2 separate regions of the Triticum aestivum genome follow, and region 1 is linked to region 2. Evidence: chromatin contacts called from public Hi-C data. All regions are on one chromosome and are shown on one strand. Each heading gives the region's core, a stretch centred on a gene start, on an enhancer-like site or on the middle of the called end of the contact. The rest is flanking DNA. Distances are from core to core; before and after follow the strand shown. Region 1 has its middle 15 kb from the start of LOC123127723. Region 2 holds the start of LOC123127719 (ubiquitin carboxyl-terminal hydrolase 19).

Evidence for each region. A called contact is a pair of places that touch in the nucleus more often than the background predicts.
Region 1: a Hi-C map of leaf shows a contact between it and region 2, with 4 times the contacts expected there. The contact joins the enhancer-like site here to the promoter of LOC123127719 in region 2. A contact is called at or near these places in 2 of 5 Hi-C or Micro-C datasets (both in leaf).

Annotation. Positions count from the first base shown.
Region 1 is chr6A:422,842,710-422,847,565 of IWGSC CS RefSeq v2.1, forward strand. No RefSeq gene overlaps it. Among protein-coding and RNA genes, the nearest start is that of LOC123127723, 15 kb to the left of the region's middle. Within about 2 kb of position 3,027, at least 8 of the 8 cell types and tissues checked have an H3K27ac peak or open chromatin away from gene starts, as enhancers often do. A contact at or near this core is called in leaf, where this site is marked.
Region 2 is chr6A:422,243,035-422,248,112 of IWGSC CS RefSeq v2.1, forward strand. LOC123127719 (ubiquitin carboxyl-terminal hydrolase 19) reads right to left here and starts at 2,703. Exons shown (of 16, transcript XM_044547535.1): 1 at 2,576-2,703; 2 at 1,472-1,543; 3 at 178-249.

The DNA of each region.
Region 1 (4,856 bases), core at 1,777-4,276, 600 kb after region 2:
TGTGGATTTTGTTACTCTTGGGTGTTTGAGCACCCTAGACGGTTGAGGTCACCTCGGAGCCATATTCCATTGTGGTGAAGCTTCGTGGTTTTTATTGGGAGCCTCCAATTAAGTTGTGGAGAGAGCCCCAACCTTGTTTGTAAAGGTTCGGTCGCCGCCTTCAAGGGCACCAATAGTGGAATCACGACATCTCGCATTGTGTGAGGGTGTGAGGAAAATACGGTGGCCTTAGTGGCTTCTTGGGGAGCATTGTGCCTCCACACCGCTCCAACGGAGACGTACTTCCTCTCAAAGGGAAGGAACTTCGTCAACACATCCTCGTCTTCACCGTCTCCACTCTTGGTTATCTCGTGCCTTTATTTGAGCAAGCTTACTTGTTTCATATCTCTTGCTTGCTTGTGTACCTATCCTCGTTGCATCATATAGGTTGCTCACCTAGTTGCATATCTAGACAACCTACTTTGATGCAAAGTTTAAATTGTTAAAGAAAGCTAAAAATTATTAGTTGCCTATTCACCCCCCCTCTAGTCAACCATATCAATCCTTTCAACTACCAGTTCTGAAAAAAGGCCAGTTTAGACGATTTAAACACATTTATGACATGCGGGGCCCACCCGTCAGAGCTGATGTGGCGGCAAAGTCAACTCCGTTTATTTTGACCGTTACGTTGACTGTTATTACAAGTGGGGCCCACCTGTCAGCATCACTCTTCTTCTTCCTCCTCCTCTCTCTCTTTGCCATTTCCTCGAACACTTGTTGTGCACCAGGGCTTGAGCTTCGAACACCTCCATGACGACACCCCGGCGCAACACCTCCCTAGCATTGGTTGGGGACTGGAACGGCGGCGCAACCACGGCGACTGGAACTATGGAAGCGGCCGCCGAAGCTGACAGAATTTCCTCCGAGGCCCTTGGCGCCACCACCGGACGCAGCTCCTCGACGACGGCCTCCTTGAGGATCTTGTGCTCGAGCAACTCGGGGCGCGGGCAAGACTCACGGTCATGCAGCTCCTCGACGAGGCGCGCAAGCTTGGCGGCGCCCGGCGTCGTGGCCGCGCGCGCCGGCTACACCTGCACGGAGTACGGGAGGTGGGCGACGAGGAGCCCCAGGAGCTCATGTGGAAGCTCGGACCAAGGCAGAGCCTCCTCCAGCTCCTCGACAAGGCGCACGAGTTCGGCGGCGTCCGGCACCGTGGCCGTGTGGGCCGGCTGCACTTGCATGGAGGAGCAGGAGGCGGGCGACGAAGCACCCCAGGAGCTCATGTGGGAGCTCGAACCAAGGCGAGTATTAGCTAGGTTGGTTCGTGCATGCCGGTGGCGGTTGTCGCCGGCAGAGGTGACCTCGTCGGAGTGACGCGAGGGGGAGAGGTGGTCGCCGGAGTGGTTGGGCAGCTCGGGCTCTCCCTTTCCAGACAGGATCGAGGCATGAGGAGAGGTGAGCGCCGGCAGCGGAGGATGGCGGAGGTAGCTCGCGGGTGCACACAAGGTGTTTGAGGGAATGGCAAAGAGAGAAAGGAGGAGAAGGAAGAAGAAGAGTGATGCTGACAGGTGGACCCCACTTGTAATAACGGTCAATGTAACGGTCAAAGTAAACAGAATTGACTTTGCCACCACGTCAGCCCTGATGGGTGGGTCCCGCATGTCATAAACGTGTCTAAATCGTCTAAGCGGATCATTTTTCAAAAGTGGTAGTTTTTAGTCACAAAATTAAAAAAAATTAGTAGTTATCGATCATTTTTTTTAAATGGTAGTTTTGTGGGACGGTAACTCCTAATATGATATTTTTTTTTGTCAAATACCACATTATGTTCTGTGGGACGGAGGAGCAGAAGAGAGAACGAATATTCCTCCTGAACTGGGGGCAGGGATGGAATCAAGTTCGTAGAGTGCTCTGGGGTGCGTGCAATAGGGGTAGCGATAGACATTGGTTGGAGCGAGGCAAGGATTCCTTTTAGAGCGCTGCTACGCAGACGACGATGCGCGAACGATTTGTGCACGACGCTGCACATCAGGTCGTCCATGCATGTCATCGAAGTCCAGTGAACGGCTGGATGTGGCATCGTCCAACTGTCGTGCGATCGATCCATCGTCTGCACAGCATTTCCGTTCCTTTTAGCAGGATTTTCTTGGAGAAAAAAAACTGGAAAAGAGGACATGGATTAAGGATACCGTCAAACATCGCCCTCAACATCTGTTGATTGCGGGCCACTCTCGCTTAATGGCGAGGTTATCTAGTGCTGATGCTTCTACAGGTGTACAGTACGTGTTTGAGTGGCAACTGGGGCCCATTAACCAATGATGCAGCCCTAATAATACAGCTGGAAAATTCAAGCAACCAAACGTTTTAACCAAAGAACGATCCAGGAAAATATGATATGACTGAGGGTGAAACAGAGCACCAGGCCATAGTACACACAAAATAGCATTCACAGTCAGCAACACGACATATGACTTCTGTTGCTCCATTTGAAGTTTCTGAGTGCAGGAGTAAGCATGGACTATTTACGTTTTACATTCAGTTCAACAGGTAAGATTTTTTTTTTTTTTTTTTGCAATTCGTTCATCAGGTAAGACAGCCTTCTAGAAAAGATCTGCGTCGACGGGTACGTCTAGTGTGTGTATACAAGACAAGAGGAGATTGCGCTGCAACCACCAGATTAAAATACGAGGGAATCTGGCTGGGTGGTAGCTAATGACATTGTTGTCCGTCTGCTAACAAAAACAAGGTTGTTTATTGCAACTTGACTCTGTTGATCTGCCTCGTCTGGTGGCTGGTGGGGGGACGCGAGACACCTCGACGCAGACGGCTTTAATTCGGTGGGGCCCGCCTCGGGCGGAGGATTAATGGCGATAAGCAGATGCGCCAATGCCCGACTGGCCATGTGAGTGAGTGGGCCAACAGTAACGGCCCCATTCGTAACGGCCTTTCGGGGAGCCCTGCGGCCGTCCCGCGCGGACCCTTTCCGGGCGCCCAAAGCACGGCCGGGCGCCACCACCAATCGCGGGCCGGCACGTCGGTGTCCGTGACGGGTCTGAGCCAATAGGGCGAGCCCACGCGTCCGCGACGGTGGCCGCGTGTGACGGGCCGTCTTGTCCCGTCCCGGCCGTCCCCGTCGCGGCGATTTAACGGTGACGGCGAGGCGTTTGATACGAGCGGGCAATTATATAAGCCGTGCCGTACGTACGTGGCCGGTGCGCCTGTCCCGGCCGGTTTTGCTTTTGTGAGTCGTACGGCAGCGTGGTGCGGCTGGAGCGCTAGGCAAGGGTAGTGTGGTGGACTGATCGTGGCCTGAAAAGGCGGTGCGGTGGACGGGCGAGCGCATATTCTTGCGTGAACTATATGGATGTGCACGTATCTTCTCAGACATGTGAGGGTGCTTTCGTTCTTTACGCCACCGACGCGGTCGCATAGCTTTGAGAGGACAGTAGTGGCAAATGTGTAAAAGTAGTAAAACTAACGATCGCGGCTTATTACGCTCGGCGGAGGAGCAGTAGCCTTGTTGTAATATTCATCGATGATCAGCTTATTAAAAATTACTAATTAGGAGTATAACCGTCGTTGTTAAGAAGAGGACAATGTTTGGTCCCTGGCTGGGCACCTTCTGTGTATCCTGTCCTCCAAGCAACCAGATAGCTGTCTCCAAGCTGTGGTTCAAGCTTATCCGCCAACCAAATGCATTTTAGTTGCCTCACAAAGGGTCGCAATCGAGTACCGCACACCAGAACCATCGATTTGCTTAGACTGACGTAAGGCATGACGCACGCACTTTAAGTTTTAGACAGCTAGTGACGGTTAACCTAACTCATGCTAGCGCTACATGCATCTGTGACAAGCAGCGCTAAATGTCCGCGGACACTTCGGATGTGTTCACCGGCTGAGTTGGCGGTGTTCACATATCGTGCGAATTCTCTCAAACTCCCCCTATTTGCTATCAATTTATGAGATTTTGAACTCCTTCTATGTGTACAAACATTGAATGACATGTTTTGGTGATCCGCATTAGAGACTAGCCACAATGGGTAATAACATAAAGTAGTAACATGGGCATGTTACTACTCTATGTTACTACATCTATAGTGGGGAGTAACATATGTGTGATAACATGCAACACTTTATTTATTAGGCTATAGACTCATCTTGCCTTGATATGTGTGATATTACTCATACTAGTAGTAAATAGCTATGTTATCACACGGCTCTTTATCTTTATTTATTGCTTGCCACATCATCTATTTTATCTAGATATGTGTGATGTTACTACCTATATTACTTTCATTGTGGGTAGTCTTAGTTCAGCTCATGGAAGCGTGTATCAAGAAACAAAAACACATGCACATGCACAACTTTCAAACACTAGTAAGCATGCACATGAAATTCACGTGCATCAACAAGATGAGACATCGTTTCTAAAAAAAAAAGACGAGACTTCATCTTTGCCTGGCTTGGGAAAGATACATAGACTTGGTGAATGGTGATGCCTCCCCCTATCCTGATGAAGCATGAAAATGTACCCAAAGAAATAGCTGCAAGCGGCGTGAGCTGCTCGACCTGTTTGTTGGAACCAATTGTTTTTTCCTTTTCTTTTCTGATGTTGATTTACAAATATGATTTAGGTACCTGTGTTGTGAGTTTGAGTTTTGTGTTGGACAAGTATAGTACATCATAAGCAAGTTGTAATAAAATGGATATACTTCATAGCTAACTGCCACCTGAGTTTTCTAAGATTTTTCTTGTACACAGGGTTTACATGATGTTGCCAATTAAATATAATGACAATCATCTAGTTGATGTATAAAAGCAAAATTCAAAACAATTTGGTGAAGCCTATTGGGTGTTAACCAATAAAAGACAAGACG
Region 2 (5,078 bases), core at 1,453-3,952:
GCGAGAACAAGCGTTGACAGGTTCTTATGCCGGTAAACAGAAATTACATACTCCAGAGAGAGAGAGAGAGAGAGAGAGAGAGAGAGAGAGAGAGAGAGAGAGAGAGAGAGAGAGAGAGAGAGAGAGAGAGAGAGACTCTTAGCTAGTAATTAGAAAGGAGTGCGTGAAGAATAAAACCTTCAGTTTAGACTGTCCCGAAGAAGAGGCGGCTTCAACCCTAGCCTTCTTGGGAGCTGGTCTGCTGTTACTCTTGAAGGTAGAGAAAAACAAGCAAACTCCAATCATGACTCTATTTCATCTTAGTACAAAAGAAGAAACTGCTAGCAAAAGTTAATTAATCCTACGGTACTGTCCACCTTAGCATGGATCAAACATGCCAACTAAAAGATTAACACGGAAGTGTGACATTACACATACAAGTGGATCTCTACGCCCTCCCCACAAAATAAACGATCGTGTTCCAATGTTCAACATTGATCATAAAAATCTTGTGGAAAACTTCGCCCGTAGTCACACAAGGATCAGGTAGTGCTTTTAAACTGGAACGGAACAACAAGTATTATTTATCCACGCAAAAAAAAGGTATTTTGTATCACACAATCCACACATTATTGTACTACTTATTGACCAAATGAGAAGCCATTTTTCCGGAACAATAGCTAAGTCTGCCCTGATACTATCACTTGGATCTCAAACACTATCTATGATAATAAATCCAAATGTATTAATGAAATGTCAAAAAAATGATTATGTTTGAATGCACTGATATTCTGGATTGACTAAAAAAAGGATATTCGTCGGGTCTGAACGCCCGAGTTCAAGGCCTTGCTATAGCCAAAGGGGCAATAGGTCAGTTTTGTTTGGTAACATCTTTTTTCGATTGGATATGGACATTGCAAGTTATAAAAGTAATACTTGATTCTTGTGTGAGTACAGTATGATTTTTATCCTCAAAGTTGAACATTGGAACACTTGGGGTATTTTACATTTATTGTTAGAGGGTCTACATTTTTTATTTTTAGACTATAAGGAGGGCAAAAGGTTCCATTTCATTAACGAAACCAGAGCAAGCATAACAGCATGCAGAGCATGTTCATGAGGCTACTAACTAGAAAAAGAGCTCTAAAGTTCAAAGCACCTCCAACTACTTAATACAGTTGCACCAAACATGCATATAGCTAAGTTTTCAATACAAGGAAGGAAAGGAAGCTACTCCAGCCTACAAGCGCCAGGAGCAGTCTGCAGTCCAGCGATCAAACCACCTTGAGCGCATTCTACATTTTTATATGTAGTACAAATATGCAATGTCTTGTATCGGAGAGGGAGATGAGTGAGAACAAGGGTTGACAGGTTCTTATGCTGGTAAACAGAAAATTACATACTCCAGAGAGAGAGGGAGAGAGAGAGAGAGAGACAGACAGAATCAAGACTTTAAGCTAGTAATCAGAAAGGAGTGTGTGAAGAATAAAACCTTCAGATTATACTCTCCCGAAGAAGAGGTGGCTTGAACCCTAGCCTTCTTGGGAGCTGATCTGCTGTTACTCTTGAAGGTAGGAAAAAACAAACAAACTCCAATCATGACTCTATTTCATCTTAGTACAAAAGAAGAAACTGGTAACAAAAGTTAATTTATCCCATGGTTCTGTCCACATTAACATGGATCAAACATGTCAAATAAAAGATTAACACGGATCAAAGCCATGTGACATTGCGCATATATGTGGATCTCTACGCGCTCCCCTCGAAAAAAGGATCTTTACATCCTTCGGGGAGAAAAGTTGAAGAGCCAAGCTTAGCAGCGAAGCGTGCGACGCTCCAGAGGGCGAAATCATGTTATGGAGCTTAAAAATGTTTTGTTGTAATCGGCGGCGTAGTAGAAATTTCTTGGAAGAGACTGCCATCGGGGTTGGCGCTGCCAGATTTTGGACGAGCACAACCTTTCTCGCGTTGGAATGCTCTCAGCGCTTTTTTCTGGCTGGAAATGCCGAAACATCATTTTGGAGCACCACAAGACGAACAAATCAGACGCAAAAACGACTCGCAGAGCCAACTATAGGGAGCAGTAATTTACACTCCATCCAAATCAGGAAGGAGGGCTCGGAACGGCCCGAAAGGCGACGGCGGGGAAGGCTCGGCAGCCTGTGTAAGGCCGCTGAAGAAGCCAGGTCGCAAGTTTACTACTCCACGGCGGCAGAGTACTAATAACTGGAGTGTAAATTTGCAGTGAAAGCTATAGCTTGCCTCACGGCGGCAAGGTGCGAGAGAGCGGGAGTTGCCATCGACGCCCGGACCCGTGACCTTGTAGACGGGGCCTAAGCCGCCCTTTCCGTGGTAGTAGAAAGTTGAGATTTCTCCTTGCCCGCCCAGGGAGAAGGGTGCAGACCCAGCGGAGAAGTCAGGAGACGAAGGTGGCAGTGCCGGCGCCGACAGAGTGGCCGGGCGGAGTGGAGGAAGCACGCGACATCGCAGCGTTGGGCTTAGGTGGTGATGGACTGACAGCGCCGTCGATATAGTGGAGGTTTTTTTATTGCGGGAGGAGCGGAACAGGAGAAACTGGAGGAGAAGAGAGGCTTACCGGCGGGAGGGTTGGGTGTGGCGGCGGCGCCGCCGCGCTTATCTTTCCTCTTCTCCTTGTGGCGCTCAATCCCTCTCTGCTATTCTGATGCTTAACGATGCCTTGTAGCAGGCAATGCCGCAGTAGAGCGCGCCGGGGGGGGGGGGGGGGGCGCGGGGACCCTGTGTGGTCAAATCGCTGAAATTTTGGCTTACTTTTTTCTGAATGATAAAAGTAGGGTGACATCATGCTGATCTAAATCATCCCATGTTTTCGGGAACATGTGCAGCTATTCATAACTTTACGCGGCGCTGCACTAGATAGAGCTCATGTGCAGCTAGTCATAGATTACAGATGTATCCCATCCTCCTCATCTGATATTTTTCGTGAGTACCGTTAGTCTACAAAAACTGGGCGCATCAAATCTGGAAGATGGAAGTTCGTTACACGATCACACAAAGCAAACGAGCAACCCCTAAAAACAAAGCCGAAGGTTAAGACCTTGCTACAGAGAGCAGGCCTTTAATGGCTCGTCGGCGGATGCTAACCAAAACACTGGCGTGGCGAGCAGGCGGTTCGGTCATGCGCGCGCAAAACAAACCCAGCACCCGTGAACCCGTTCGCGGTGGAGGACACGAGGGCGCTCCCGAAGAAGCTCTCCGCCCCTTGCCATCCGAGGTTGGCTCAGATACAGGCTGCCTCCCCACCGTCTGCTCTGGGGTGGGGAGTGGGGACAACCGAGAGATGCATAGTCTGATCTGCCGGTCCATCCGGCGTGCGTGCTACAGGAGTTGGTCACACGCGTGCTCGTGTGTCCGGTAGTGAGGCTCCAACCTAGTCAACTTTAATTTTATGTAAGAGAAACTTTAATCAGACTCAAATGAACGGTAATTTTGTTTATTTTTTGTTTGTTTGGGTCGGCCAGACGGACACCCATATCTGCTTCCGTGTTTGAGTCAGCTCGTGCATCCAACGCTGGCCCGACCTATTTTTTTGTTCGCGTGAAAAGAATAGACCACCAATATTATGAAAATGAAAAAAAATATTAATTAAACGTTAATGCCGGCCACAAAGGCCGGCTAGAGTCCACGCGTCTACATTACATTAACTAACAAGGCTACTAGGCGGCGCGTTGCCTAGGCGTCGTCCTCTTCGCCGTCAGGGCCGGTGAAGTCGATCAGCGTTGGCGCCGGGCCGGCCCAAGGGAACATCGTGTTCCAGAGCCTGGCGATGTTGTACAACGGGGATTGTGCCGCCGCCTGCTGGGCAAGGCGCGCCTCCTCCTCTGCCTCACGACGCTCTTCGTCGGCGTCGCGTTCGAGCATTTCGAGGTACTCGTCCTCGCGGTGCTCCTTGGTCAGCCTTTGTTGGCGTCATTGCTCGAGGTACGCCTACTCCTGTGCCGGCGTTGCCCCCAACCACACCGGTGGCGCGCTGACCCACTCGCGCACTACCCCGGTCCAGGAGTAGCGCTCGATGCGGGTCGACTCCGGCTCCAGCTTGGCTGGGGATGGCGGGACCAGCGGCGGCACAACGCAGTCACGACCACGGACAGAGCCATGACCTCTGCCAGGCGCGCCTCGTACGCCGCATCCTCCTCCTCCTCCTCCCCCTCCTCTCTGCGCCGCTCCTCCTCGCTTTCCTATAGGACAGCCGCCAGGGCTACCTGGTAGGCGGCCTCCACCTCCTTGTCCTCATCGCTAACGACGAGGGGCGCTGGTCGGGAGCCATGCGAGACGTCACGGACGTCTGGCCTCCTCATGCTCGAAGGCGAACCAACGGGGCGGAGTCGAGCCGCTGCTCCGGTGTCAGTAGCGCCCGCCAACCCCGCGCCTCCTCCGCGTGCGCCCCCGCCGACCGCGGCGCCGCCGACACTGGGATCCTCTGATTCAAGTGCCAGTCGTGTGGCAGGGTGACATCGGTGTAGGGGAGAGGCACCCGGTTCTCCCAGTGCCATTTCGGCTGGTGCACTAGGAAGTTCACGCGCTGCCTTGACCGGCGGGAAGACGCCAGCGAGGACGGGGGAGGTGGGGAGAGGGGTGGCGGGCTCCTTGCCCTTGCCTTTGCTTGAGAAGAAACCCATCAGCAGGGGAGAGGGGTGGCTAGGGTTGCTGCCGCCGACGGGGGGGTAGAGGGTGACGAGATGGCGACCGAGATGGGGACGGGGGGCTTTTTGGAGCGGATAAGGATGCCCCCCTCCCCCCGCATGCTTGGATTAAAAAAGGCTGACTGTCGTCGCTGACGCGTGGGCTCAAAATGGGCGGTTATCATAAATTAAGCTAACCGTGATAGTTGGATGGCCGTCAGGTGGGGACACGGCGGACACCGAGAAGGCGTGCAAGGCATCCGCTTTGCGGTTGTGCCGACGCGTTTGCTGCCCAAATTTGAGTCGCAAATGCGTCGGCACGGACGCGAGAAGGATGCCTTTTGTGAATGGGTCGATGCGTTGGGCTTCCATTTTTATCCGCTCCGATTCAAACGGACAGTGATGGACAAAATGAGTACGTGCGTTGGAGTTGCTCTA